Linked DNA regions of Sus scrofa: region 1 is linked to region 2. The links are chromatin contacts, called in public Hi-C maps. All regions are on one chromosome and are shown on one strand. Each heading gives the region's core, a stretch centred on a gene start, on an enhancer-like site or on the middle of the called end of the contact. The rest is flanking DNA. Distances are from core to core; before and after follow the strand shown.

The links. Hi-C and Micro-C count contacts between places; a contact is called where the count stands out from the background.
Region 1: a Hi-C map of liver shows a contact between it and region 2, with 1.8 times the contacts expected there. The contact joins the enhancer-like site here to the promoter of CSF1 in region 2. A contact is called at or near these places in 1 of 5 promoter capture datasets (liver), 5 of 47 Hi-C or Micro-C datasets (embryonic fibroblasts, heart right ventricle and liver) and 2 of 2 datasets of contacts at active chromatin or transcription factors (alveolar macrophages and skeletal muscle).

Annotation. Positions count from the first base shown.
Region 1 is chr4:110,243,142-110,249,351 of Sscrofa11.1, reverse strand. The region is part of intron 1 of LOC102165594 (a long non-coding RNA gene); the gene reads right to left. Among named protein-coding and RNA genes, the nearest start is that of CSF1, 48 kb to the right of the region's middle. Within about 2 kb of position 2,736, at least 26 of the 83 cell types and tissues checked have an H3K27ac peak or open chromatin away from gene starts, as enhancers often do. A contact at or near this core is called in alveolar macrophages and liver, where this site is marked.
Region 2 is chr4:110,195,985-110,202,720 of Sscrofa11.1, reverse strand. CSF1 (colony stimulating factor 1 (macrophage)) reads left to right here and starts at 4,834. Exons shown (of 8, transcript NM_001244523.1): 1 at 4,834-5,032. The coding sequence starts at 4,994.

The sequences.
Region 1 (6,210 bases), core at 1,487-3,986, 49 kb before region 2:
CGTAGACCAGCTCTCTTATTTACCAGCTGTGTGACCTGGGCTGAGTTCCTTAACTTCGCTGTGCTCCTAGTTCCTTTCTGTCAAATGGGAATGGGAATGGCACATGTCCCCTAGGGCTATGATGAGAATTAAATGAAATAACACCAAGAAAGGCACATAATGCCGTGCTCGCTTCTAGTAAGTGCGCAGTTCGTGGTAGCTCTTCCTATCTGTTTTTGAGTACCACTCAGCAGGTCCTTGGCAAAACGAAAGATGGAGCCAGCTGGGAGGCAAGTAAGGACTGATTTCACCTGCGAAGGCTGGCCAGCCCCTGCCTCCCGGTAGACCCTTGATGCCTCGTTTAATTTTTATAATCACCCCATAAGGTACATTGTGTTATGTCATTTTACATTCAAGTTAGGCTTAGAAATGGTGGGTTCAAAGAAAAGAAAAAGCAAAGAATGCTACTATCTAAAATTGGGCAAAACAATTGATGACTTAATGTTCTGTCCACAATTTTCCTCACCCAAGGTCAAAGTGAAAATTAGTAGGAGGTGACGCTTGATGACCCATCTAAGGATGTGAAAATGCTGGCCGGAGCTGGTTCCTGAAACACACTCCTGTTCTAGTAACAGAGTGCCTTCTCACATAGTTTCTCAATCTAGTCTTTAAGCCGCTAAACAACTCCGTTGAGAAGGGAATTGTAATGACCCCGGTTTATGGGTGGAGACGAGCCAACTCAGATAGCCAGGGAGCGACAGAGAAGCATCTAGAACTCAGCTCCTTTGATGACCATGAGCACTGGCCAGCAATCTCAGATCGTCCCACCAAATTTACAGCCACAATGGTGCCAAGCATTCAGATCCCTGCCCAGGCCATGGTATTTTCCAAGGAAGGACCCGGCCGTGCTCTCAGTGTCATGCTCAGCAGTCAGGAAAGCTTCACTCTTGGAACACACAGGAGAGGGGTGATAGTCAAGTCACCTCTTCACAGACCCCTGCCCTCCTGGTGACAGCTCTTGGTGGCCTTTCCCACTAGTGGTCCTCAGGTGGGATTAGGTCAGCTCATCCGAGAGGTTCTCATGATCTTGGGTCTGTCAAGGGGAGGGGTTGGGGCGGTGATGCCCTTCCTCCTTGTTGGTGCACAATCCGTATTTATGACATTGAATTTCACTGAACCGGATTGCAATCCCAAGAATCTCTCGTGACTCACACAAAAGCTGAACCTACTTGTGGAAGTTCAAATAACTTTTCCATATTCCTTACAGATGACTTTGAATCATCTTAGAAATTGCTCACTTGGGTGAGTTTTAAATGGAAACCTAAATTCCTTAGCTGAAGCCTGCGCTTCCCCCAGTGACCGCTTCATTGCTTTGTTACCTCATCCTCCCACCTGCCGCTAAACAGTAAGCATCTTGAGAGCCGGAAAGGTGATGTTTTTCATGCTCATGCCCCGTGTCCAGTATGTAGTGGAAGTTAGACAAGTGTTGAAGGTCTAAATGGTGGGTGGAGGGTCAGATGATGAAGGGATGGATGCCAGGACAGACCCCAAGATCTGCGGCCAGATAGGAGGATGCGGCCACAGCAGGACAGCCGCACTGTCATGAGACTCTTAGGACTTTCTTATGAGGATGTTGATGAACTCAGTGTTGGCTGAGCTCACTTGGCTGAAAATCTCAACTACTGATTGGTTTTGAAGCATAGAAATGTCAGACCTTACTTAAGCATTAGCTCATTGCTCTTCCTTGCTGCCGTTTAGTTGGCTTCGTTTTCAGCATTTCAAATAGATACGATTAACATTACGGATCCTGGCCAAACCTCCAGCTATAGGAACTGCCCAGACTGGCATCCATGCTAGGACCTGGCACCATTTCAGCCCCCAGCGCACATCAATAAACCCTGAGAGGGGTCCCTGGGCTTTTTCTCCCAACTCAGAACTCCCTGACCCAAGAACATGAATTCTGCCCCTCCAGGGACCCTCCCTTTGCTGAGAGGTCAGAGAGCTTGGAAGAGTGGACCGACTAGACAGACTGGACAGATGGCCGCAGGTAGAGCTGTGGGCAAAGCCCCAAGTTCTCTATCAATAGTGGACTTTGGCAGCAAAGCTGGTGGAGGAGGCGTTCTCTTCTCCGCCCGGCCTGCCAATCAAGCCTCTGTCTGCTCTGCTCCCTCCCCTGAGCTGACAGCCCCAGTCGTGTGAGTCATGTGGGGCCCTGGCCAGCTGCCCCACAGCTCTTCCTGCTCTGCGGCCCCACCCATGACCTGCCTCTACCTGGCTTCTTGTGATTCAAGCCTATCTGTCTGCCCTGATCCAGCTCAGGGCTGCGGGGGCCGGGAGATGGTTAGTTCTAACTCACAGAATGTGCTGCACAGAGCCAAGCTGCAATCTTCCTAGTGGTGATGCCACCTCTAGGTTCTATTTCTAGTCCTGAGGCAGTGCTGACTAAACCTATGCCATCTTCTGCACGAAGGTCCTCCAGTGTTTGAAGGCAACTTTAACGACAGCTAACACGGCCCCTTAACAGGCCCCCCTCTAGGCTGACAGTTGCCATTTCTGGCAAGGGTTCCCCGGGGTTCCTGCCTTTCAGACCCTCGCCATTCTAGATATGTTTTGGTTTGTCAAATTTACCCTCAAATATCTTTCAGAAAACTGATGAACTGACCCAGATTGAAGGAGACCAAGGAGCCAGGACAGCTAACTGCTGTGTGGGAACCTGGCTCCGGTTCCGGAAGAGAAAAGGGAGGTTAGTGAAACAATCACTGAACTTCAATAGCATCTGCAAATGAGTTAATAAGATCAAGGACCTTTTTCTGGTTTTGATCATTGTACCATGCCTGCGTCAGATGTTAACATTTGGGAAAGCTGGTGAAAGGTAAACAAGAATTCTTTTGGCAAAAAGTTTTTGTTTCTTTAGTTTTTGTTTGCCTGTTTTTTGCTTTTTAGGGCTGCGTCTGCAGCATCTGGAAGTTCCCGGGTTGGGGGTCAAATTGGAGCTGCAGCTGCCAGCCTACACCACAGCCACAGCAACGCCAGATCCAAGTCTCATCTGCAACCTACACCACAGCTCACGGCAAAGCCAGATACTTAACCCACTGAGAAAGGCGAGGGTTTGAACCTGCGTCCTCATGGATACTAGTCAGGTTCATTGCTGCCGAGCCACAAGGGGAACTCTGCAAGTTTTTTTGATAAGTTTAATATTATATCTGAATGAAAAGTTAAAAGACAGTCTTTCCAATGTGTGATTTGCATGATATCAATCCAGCTGAGCTGTATGCCTCGCAGTTGGCACGGGCTACAAGAGCATTTGCGGGAGAAGGCAGAAGCGAGGGATGCTCAGAGGTCCCGCAGGCCTGGAGCACTCTCACAGTTCTGCACTGTCGCTGCTTTTCCTTGATGGCGAGGGGCACTGGTCTGTCCACAGCCCCTGCCTGATCTGCTTCAGCTCCTCTGACTCCTCAGCGTGGAAGGGCAATACTGGGAAAGATCAGTTTGGAATCCTGAGGCTGCTCATTTCATATAATATATGCTAAATTAATATATTTCATTTAATATACGCTAAACATTTTCCTGGATACTGCCTTCCTCCCCCTCGTCAATCTACTCCATTATGCCTATGTATCAAAGCTACTTGTTAATCATCTGATCTTACCAGGAAACATTTCTGCAGCTGCAACCAACACCACAGCTGCAGCAATGCCAGATCCTTAACCCACTGTGCCACAGAGGGAACTCCCCAGGAAACATTTTGATGACATATGCTAAAATCATTTTAATCTATTGGTGAGGAACTTGATTAATGAGTTTGTTGTAATTAGTACATCTATATCAATGCCATCTAAAATTCTGTTACCTTTTTGAGGAATCAAGTCACATTGCTGCCTCCTTTTAAACTAGCATCATCTACAAATCTATAGAAATTACCCCACAAGTTGTTCTCAATCCAGGTCCCCTCTGGTTCATTCTTGCAATTAATGTTTTTGGAAGCTAAAGATTTAACGCGACATTCCCCCCCCCATAAAATGTCATCTTGGGGTTTGGGCTTCACCATTCCAGCTATCCGGATTGAGTATGAGATCTGTTACCTATCATATGACCCCCGCTAACTGTGTATTACTTACACATTTGATAAGAACACAAAGTCGCATCCACGTCACTGCAGAAGGACAGAGACCCGCTGTCTTCTGCAGGTCAGCATCAATCCATCCATCCAGATGCGTGTTAAGCTAGCTGCCAGCCCTCATACTTGTATTAGCATCTAACCTACATTTCTCTGGTTTAGCCATAAAAATATCATGAGGTGTTTTCAGTTCTGCATTTTCTTGATTATCAACCAGATAAGACAGCTGTTTAATAAGCTGTAACTTGTGTAACTTGCTTTACCAGATGGGGATTCAAGTAAGAGTTACATCCTTTTTTTATGTTTCAGAACGTGGCAGAATCCATTTGTTTCTAGGACTGCTGTAACCAACTACCACAAACTTGGTGGCTTCTAACAACAAAAACGGATTCTCTCGTAGGTCAAGAGGCCCGACCTCTGAAATCAGGAAGAATCTGTTCCAGGCCTCGCTCCTAGACTCCTGGGTCTCCGGGCAAGCCTGGCGTCCCTGACCTGCAGCTGCACCACGCCAGTCTCTGCTCCGTGGTCACGGGGCCGTCTTCCCGGGGTCTTTATGTGTCCTCCTCTCTTCTTACAAGGACGTCAGTCTTCTTAGCTTTAGGGCCTCTACCCGAATTACAAGAGGCCTACCCTAACCTAGTGTGACCTCACCTTAACTAACCACATCTTTGAGGACCCTATCCCAAATAAGGTCGCATTCTAAGGTTTCAGCTGGACAAGAATGGGGTGGGGCTGGGGTTGTGGGGGGACACTGTTCAGCCTCGTACACCAAATAAGCAAAAATCTCCATCTCCCTGCTCCCTGGGTGTCGCTGTATAGTTTGTGCAGTGCTGGGGCCACGGTGGAGGGGGGGGGGCGCAGGCTCTCTCCGCTGCTGCCACCCGTGTCACTGCTAAAAGCAGAAGGCCCCACCCAGCTCGTATGCACTAATGCCCGCAGCCCAGCTCTCTACACAGGTTCTGGAGGGTTCCCGGGCATCAAGCTTACCCTGAGAATGCACCACACGTGGGCTCCTTCCCCAAACCCTCTCGGCTGGGTTGCTTTGGCCTCAGCCACACCCTGTGCTGGAGGACAGTTGAGTCACCATTTCACACCTCCCCTCCCCCTCCCGCCCTGTTAGTTTCCCCTTTGTGGGGGAGGGGCTTGGCCATCAATTCAGATGGGACCACTTCAGCCCATCAGAGAGGATCTAGATTCAAATGAGAAGGAATTCAAATGAGAAGGAACTGATCCTGACTTTTTCTTCCAGAAGGCTCCTTGCACCTTTATAAATGTGCCCAATTGCTTCTGGCAACCCCGCTGTTCATACCAAGAAATATGGAGCAGAAGAGCCTTTGTCAAGCTCGACTTTAGGGGACAATGTCCCGTTATATCCAATTGTCAGGCTAACGGGTGCCTCACATTTACACAACGGAAAGTATCAACAGTGTGATTTTTCTAGGAACAGAGACTTCCTCCAAGGTGATTCACTGCCCCTACCTCGCTGCCGGGTGACTTGACAGGCTGGCCTACTGAGGTAGAAAAATATAAAATTCGACTTTCTAGGCACCTCATAACAAATCTAGTGCATATCTGTGCCATGAGTCAATGCCAAGTTTGCAAGTCACAAGTCAATAAATTTACCCAAATGCACATTCTTTCCCTCTTGAAAACTGCAAAACATTTCACATTTCCCTGGCTATTGGCTCCTTTCCCAAATTTCTCACAAATCATGGACAGTGACTCTGCAATTAGATCTCCCAGTTCTGAGGAGATTCATCCAAGTCCAGAGCTCACGCAACGCGCCTGCTTGCTCCCACCACGACTCTTCACTCTTCACTGAACGTGGGCTTGACACTCGTCTCCTGGAGTTGGCCTTTTACACTTTCTGGCTTGAGAAGCACTCTTCTTGAGGGAGAGACACATTGTGCATTAAACATTATGCCTCATTCTGCCACACTAAGTGTGGGGTCTGGCTCTTCCTTGATCTTTTCCTGGCTCCAAGTAATTTTCTCAAATAGGCTTTCTGGGGTCTCCGTCATCTGTGTAAGCCCCGGCTCATTTTACACGTTAGTATTCCTGACATCGGGTCTTACAGGTTTGTACCTTCTGGCATTTGTGTTTGGCCCTCTGCC
Region 2 (6,736 bases), core at 3,585-6,084:
TGTCTGCCGCTTGGACACCAGCAGACACATGATCCTCCTTGTGATGATTCTCTTTTTCCAGTGAGGTTTTGGACAAACTTTCATTCTAGAAGAGTCTTCAGCTGAGGGACTGTAACTCTAGTGGGTAGGGAGGGTATTTGGGAAGACAAAATACACTGTGAATAAATTGCTTCTTGGAGTTCCCATTGTGGCTCAGCAGAAATGAATCTGACTAGTGTCCATGAGGCTGTGAGTTTGGTCCCTGGCCTCGCTCAGTGGGTTAAGGATGCGGCGTTGCTGTGAGCTGTGGTGTAGGTCACAGACATGGCTGGGGTGGAGGCCCTAAAAAGACAAAATTAATTAATTAATTGCTTCTTCATTCCCTGGCTAGATTGATCAGCTTTGAGGGTTCATGAGAGCCTGAGAGAGTCTGTCCAGGTCCACAAGATGCTTCCCAGCCTGCTGGTGGCAGGAAGCTCAGGGCACAAGAGAGCGCTGGGCCCCTGATACAGACAGCCTCCCAGAATGCCTGCCTGCCCCCCAGGGGCAAGATGCCTGGAGGCATGGTCCTGAAGCCAGCACAAGTGTTTTTTGTACCTGCAGGGACAAGGGGACAGCTGGCTGTCCACCATCCAGGGGAAGAGTGGTCTCATCTATTCTATCGGTCATTTTCCACAGTACCACATGTTGGCTTGTTTTCACGGCAGCCCTGGGCAGCCAGCCGCCATGCACTTAACTGATGAGAAACCGCATCCAAGAGTCCCTCCGTTAGGGCCGCTTTACCGTTTTCATGCTGCCCACCTCCTCCTCCCCACCGCCACCGCCCTATATGAAGGGAGAAGACAGGACTAGGAGGGCAGCCTACAGAGTAAAGGAACTGCGTGGGGCAGCAGGGGAGACGGGTTGGTCGGGGGTCTTAGCACACTGGCCCTCTCGCAGGCAGGCAGCACCGTGCCAGGAGCATGGGGACAGGACAGCGGCATTTCCTCTGCAGCCCCAAGCTTCCGAGGCTGTGCTTTCCACCCCTGGTCCACTTCCCAAAGAGCCCTGGGCCACTGCAGTGCAAGAAAGAATGAGAGAGTGAGGGAGAGAAAGAGAGAGACAGAGAGAGAAGAAGGAGGAGCAAGGGAGAGAGAGAGAAAGAAATGAAGGGAGAAAGAACTAAAGGAGGAAAGAAAATAAAGGGAGGGAGGAAAAGAGAAAGGCAGGAAGGAAGAGAGAAAGAAAAAAAAAAGAAAAGGAAAGAAAAGAAAGAAGGAAAGAAAGGAAGAAAGAAAGAAAGAAAGAAAGAAAGAAAGAAAGAAAAGAGGAAGGAAGAAAGAAAATGAAAGAGAAAGAAAGGAGTCCTCTGTGATAGAAGTCAGCTCCCTAGAAAAGATCTCAAGGGGAAATTGCCTGTCAAATAATTTCAAGGAAATGACATTTTGACAACCAGCAAATGAGGCTTTGCTCCCACTTCCTGCCATCCATCTCCATTCTCTCTTTTCAGTCTCTCTCCTCCCACCCTTGGTTCATTCCACTGGCAGGCAGGGTCCCTCCACTCCTCCCTTCTGCCCTCCTCCAGGGTCAGGGGAGCGCTGCCTTCTTGATGATACTACATTAGGACATCATTTGAAAACCCAAATCTTAGATTGTTCCAAATTCCTCTCTGCCTCCCCCAGGACCCCGCTCCGGATGTGACTCTGCCCGTAGTCAGCAGGGAGAACAGCAGCTACTCTGACCAGACAGCACAGGGCACTGAGAGTTGTTCTCTCCAGGTTTCACTCCTGAGGCCCCCTTCCCGCACTGTGCCAATCATGGGTGACCTCGGAGGAGGCGGCTCGGCCTGTCTGGGCTTCCATTTGCTCATTTGAAGCAGTATGGGTGGAACGGCTTCTAGGTCTGGTCTGTGGTTCCAACACTCCGTGACCACGGACGGGCACACACAGGCTTGCACGGGTGTAAACAGCGAAGGAGCCACACACAGACACTGAGATCCAGCCAGAACCTGCCTCCCAAGTCTCCCAGCCAGACAGGCAGGGGCAGGAGTCCCTGCCCCGCTCAGGAGAGAGCAGAGGAGATGCTGCCTGGGGAGCCCCACTAGGCATAATGCCACGAGCACTTCCAGCCTCCATTTCCCCACGCCGGGTGGTAAACGTGTCTGAAGTTGAGCAGATTCATAAACTCCCCTTTGAAGGTAACAAGAGCTGAGACAGCTGCGAGTCCCTCTGCGGAGTCCCAGTTACCCAGAGCCTTGCTCATCTCTCTGCGGCTCCGCACAGGCAAAGCTCCCCAGCGTGGCATAGCCTACGCTTCCAAAGTGCTTCTTCATAACCAAGCACTTGTTTGGGGCTGTTCGTTGCCCTAGAGAGCCCCAGGCGTTACCCATTTGACCTCTTAGCCCCTCCTTGGGGAAAGGGCTCATCATCGCCATTGTCAAATGATCACGGCCTTTGTCTAAAGTCATATAGAAAATGAATGGCAGAGCTAGAACTAAATTTGGCATTGGGACTCTCAAGTTTACTCTCAAGCACTACTCTGTGTCATAAGTCAAGACCTGTGTGAGTGCACAGATAATAATAATAATAATAGTAATAGCACTACCTTTGGGTTCTGTGCCAAACACTTCATAGGCCTCATCCCATTAAATCACTTTTCACCAAAGTAAAATCACCACTTCACTTTGGTGAGAAAGATAAACATGGCACACATTGTCAATCCACTGCTGTACTTTAATTTTTAAAAAAACAGAAAGAAAGGAAGGAAGACATGAAGGAAGGAAGAAAGACAGATAAATAGATGTCTCCATTTTATAGATGAAGACACTCAGGCTGAGAGAGGTTTGTCTCAAGTCACATAACAAATGACAGGGCAGAGCTGCAAGGGCAGAGAGCTATAAGTGGTGGGGTCGGGGTTCAAACCCAGGTGTGTAAAGAATTTCAGTGAAGGGGGAACAAGAACCCGAGGCTCGTGCTGACAAAGAAAGGCTGCCTTCCAGAGCTGCATCCTCACACCGGCCTCAGTGAGCCCGAGGCAGCGCTGGGTCAGGGAAGGGGAAGCAGTGGAATTTACTCCCAGCTCCACAAGTCAAGAGGTTTATCTCCTTACTTTACTTCCTTAACCTCTTATCCTTAAGAGCAAATGGTATCAACCCATTGTCTTAAATCGGCTTGTACTGGGCCCATTTAACAATGCCCAGGGGAAGTAAGCCCTCAGCCTCCTTCCTCTGGCTGGGCTCGGTCTCTGCTCTTCCTTCCGCAAGGCTCTGAGCATCCAGGGCTTCCCCACACCCTTTAAGCTCCAATTGCTCCCAAGCCCAGGAAAGCAGGTATGTCAGCGTGTCCATTCTTAGGCCCAGCCTGGTGCCTGTCGCATCACAGCCACATGGTGTGCATTTGTCAAATGAATGAATCATTCTCTAATGGCCTCATTTGATTCGGTCACTGTTAAGTGGGCACCTTCCATGTGCTAGGCACTTGATTTGGAGGTAAATGACCACGAGACCACCCTGGAGAAAGTTCTCAGTCCGGGGTAGGGGTGAAGTTTCAATCTGATGATCCAAAACATAACTCTCAGTACCACCTTAAGTACTTTTTAGAATGATGTGGGGCATGAGCGAATGACAGTGGATCAGGGAGACCGCAGAGAAAGGAGCCCAGTCCAGTGAGACCACAGGAACAGGAAACATTGATCCGCCCGAGGAGTGGAAGAAAGCTCTGCTGCTGAAGGATGTGGTGTGCTTTCAACCTTGAAGGATGAGGCGTTTGCCTTAAGGACAAGTGGGGAAAGGAGCGTTCTTTGCTGGGGGACCACTATGAGCAAGGGCACGAAGGTGTAAAATTACCGCTTGAGGGTGGATGACAAGAAATGCCCCTTCCAGACCAGACTGCCCTGTATTTCCAAGGGCTGCCAGTGGGTGGTCACACAGAGAGAGCGAGAAACATTGAATCACAGCCAACTGAAGAAAGAGAAAGCTCCCAAATTTGGCATTGTAATTACCAGGCTCACCCTATTAAGCCTTGTTTAAATTCATTCTCACGTAGAGACAAAGTGTGATTAATCAGCTCAGTAAAAGCATTTTCAGAAACATCGGGGGAAATCTAGAGCCAGGATGCCTATCTCCCCAGGTCTGGACGCTCAGGAGGGAGCAGGGTACCAGCCAGCATTTACATCACCTGCAGGTCTGGTGCCGGGGAGCATCTCCCGGCACACAGCAGAGCCTCCCAGCTCCCTGTCACAGGACACAATCCATCCCATTCTGGCCAGGCAGTTAGCCTCTCTGCCTGGACGCTGCCTCCAGACTGGGAGACGAGAGGCTGGGCGGGCTGCTGGGGGGCTGCCTAGGCAGGAGAGGGCTGCCTACAAACTTGCTGACTCAAGCTCCACAAGGTGTTGCAGCATTCGCATTGGTCTCCAGCGTTTTTCCCTACTCTCGGAGCATTTCCTGCTCAGATTTGGGAATTTTCAGGCTTAGAGGGAAAGTCCCTTGAAGCGAATATTAGAAAAAGAGAGAGAGAGCACCCAATCCGCCTGGAGAGCGCGGAAGGGAAGGCAAGGCTCTGTCCAGAGCCGGCGCGCTGGGGGACGGGAGGCGGCGGAGCCCGCGTTACTTTCTCAAAGGCGCCGTCGTTGAGCACAGCAAAGAGGGCGACTGCAAGACTAGCGGGGAAGACCAGCCCGCGGGGTGGGGGCGGGGAGGCGGTTCAGTGGGCCTCTGGAGTGTGTGTCTGTGTCAGTGCGCGCGCGCGCGGGTGTGTGTGTGCATGTGTGTGTGTGTGTCTGGCGCCTGTCCAAGGTGATTTCCCATAAACCACATGCCTCACAAGTCCGCTTAAAAGGCTGTGCCGAGGAGCTGGCCAGTGGAGCCCGGCTCAGGGAAAGTGAAAGTTTGCCTCGGTGCTCTTGGCGCTGCCGTGGGTCCCTCCGCACTCCCGGGACAGCAGCGCGGCCCTCGGCCGGGGCGCGGACTCTGCAGCGGCCAGCGAGCGAGCGAGCGCGGGCGGCCGACGCGCCCGGCCGGGACCCAGCTGCCCGTATGACCGCGCCGGGCGCCGCCGGGCGCTGCCCTCCCACGGTAAGCGGCGGTCGCGGCTCGGGGCCCGGGCTGGGCTAGGGCGGGAGCTCCGTGGCTCGGCGCGGCCCCTCGGAAGCCCCTACCCGGGCGGCCGGCTGCCGAGGCTCTTCCGCCCGGGCCGCGGGCTCGGGTTTCCATCCCATCTTTGCGCGCCGACTGTCCGAGGCCCCTCGTGCGCTCCGGCTAGAACCAGAGACGGCCCTGCAGCTGCTCCTGGGGCTGCAGCGCTTGTCCGGGAAAGGGAGGGCTGCTCACCCCATTGCACAGGCGGGCACACTGAGCCACCCGCCGGCAGGAGAGAGGGCTTCGCAGCTGCAGCGCAGAGGCTCCCTCCTTGCTTCTTTTCCTTATGAATCAGCCTCCAACGAGGAGCAGGCGGAGTGGCTGTGAGATGAGGGTGGTGCTTTCCCAGTGGGCATTCCTCCCCGGCCATAAACACGTCCTGCTGGGGAGTGGGCACGTCGGGATGACGAAGGTTCAGGAGCCATCCAGCTTATAGAATGCCAAGGCAGCCCAAAAAAAGGGGGCCAGGGCAAGCCACTACTTGTTCCAGCACACAGGCAGGAGCTGTTGGGCACTTGGGTGGCTGGATCAAGTCTGTCTGTGGGGGACATGGCCCCAGAGTTGCGTGGGGCCAGCTCTGAATCTTCTTGTCAAATATGGTTCAGTCCCTTGGGGAGATCCTGGGCTTGGTGGTGGTAGAGGAGGTGGAAGGAGGGTTTGCGGTTGCAGAATTGTGGACCGGGGCTGCGGGCTGCTCAGGACTGCACAGGGGCTGTCCCGCCCCAACCTCGGGCTGTAGCTGGGGCAACCCCTAGACAATGCAGGGTGGCACCATTCCTGCACAGTAAGTGGTCTCCCAGTGAGTGTGCTTCTGTGAAACCCTGGAGGACAACCTGGGGTCGTGGGGCAGGGGGGAGAGAAGCAGAAAAATATTTGGAGGATAAGAGAGGGGGCTGCAGATAGGGTGAGAGGGAAGAACCCTTCCACGGAGGAGGAAGAGCCCAACTGAGAGAGAAGAGATGGGGTCAGAAGGGAAAATCAGGAAGGATGAGGTGAAAGGCAACAAGACAAATAGGGGCTGGAAGTGAGACCTCTGAGGAAGGAGGAGAGTAAAATGCATAGAAAAGGGGGCCGGTTTCAGACAGCGGCAGCCCAAGGGTCCACCCGTGCCAAGGTCTCTCCGAGGACCCGACTGATGGGGAAGATGAAACAGGATGGGACTTGAGTGAGGAAGGCCAGCTGGACTGCGATGTCCTAGCATCTCTCTGAGCCCGAGGCAGAGACTCCTTGTGGCTGCCCCAGAGGCCAAGGCTGGTGGGTGGAAGGAAGAAAGGGGTGGGGAGAAGAGCCAGCCCAGCCAGATGCAAGCTAGAGTGTTAACCCCTGGGTGCCTGTCCAGATCTTCCTCTGGGGACAAGTCAGGGCTCCAGGAGTCCCTTTTGGCCACCTTCAAAGTCAGCCTCTTACATAGTAGCTGTACTCTCCCCCCACTGAAACCTGAAATATCTCCAAAAGCTGGGCAGCCCTTGGGGTTAAGCACTGCCCTCTCCTTGCTGTCCTCAAACAACCATATCCTGAGTTGCCTGTGGCTGCCTTCCTGAGCATCTCTTCCCCAGGCCCCTCCCCCCAGACCACTTCCCCCCCAGGGGCTCAGAGCCTCAAGGGCAGCAGTGGAGGGTGGAGACTTACCCTCTGCAAGAC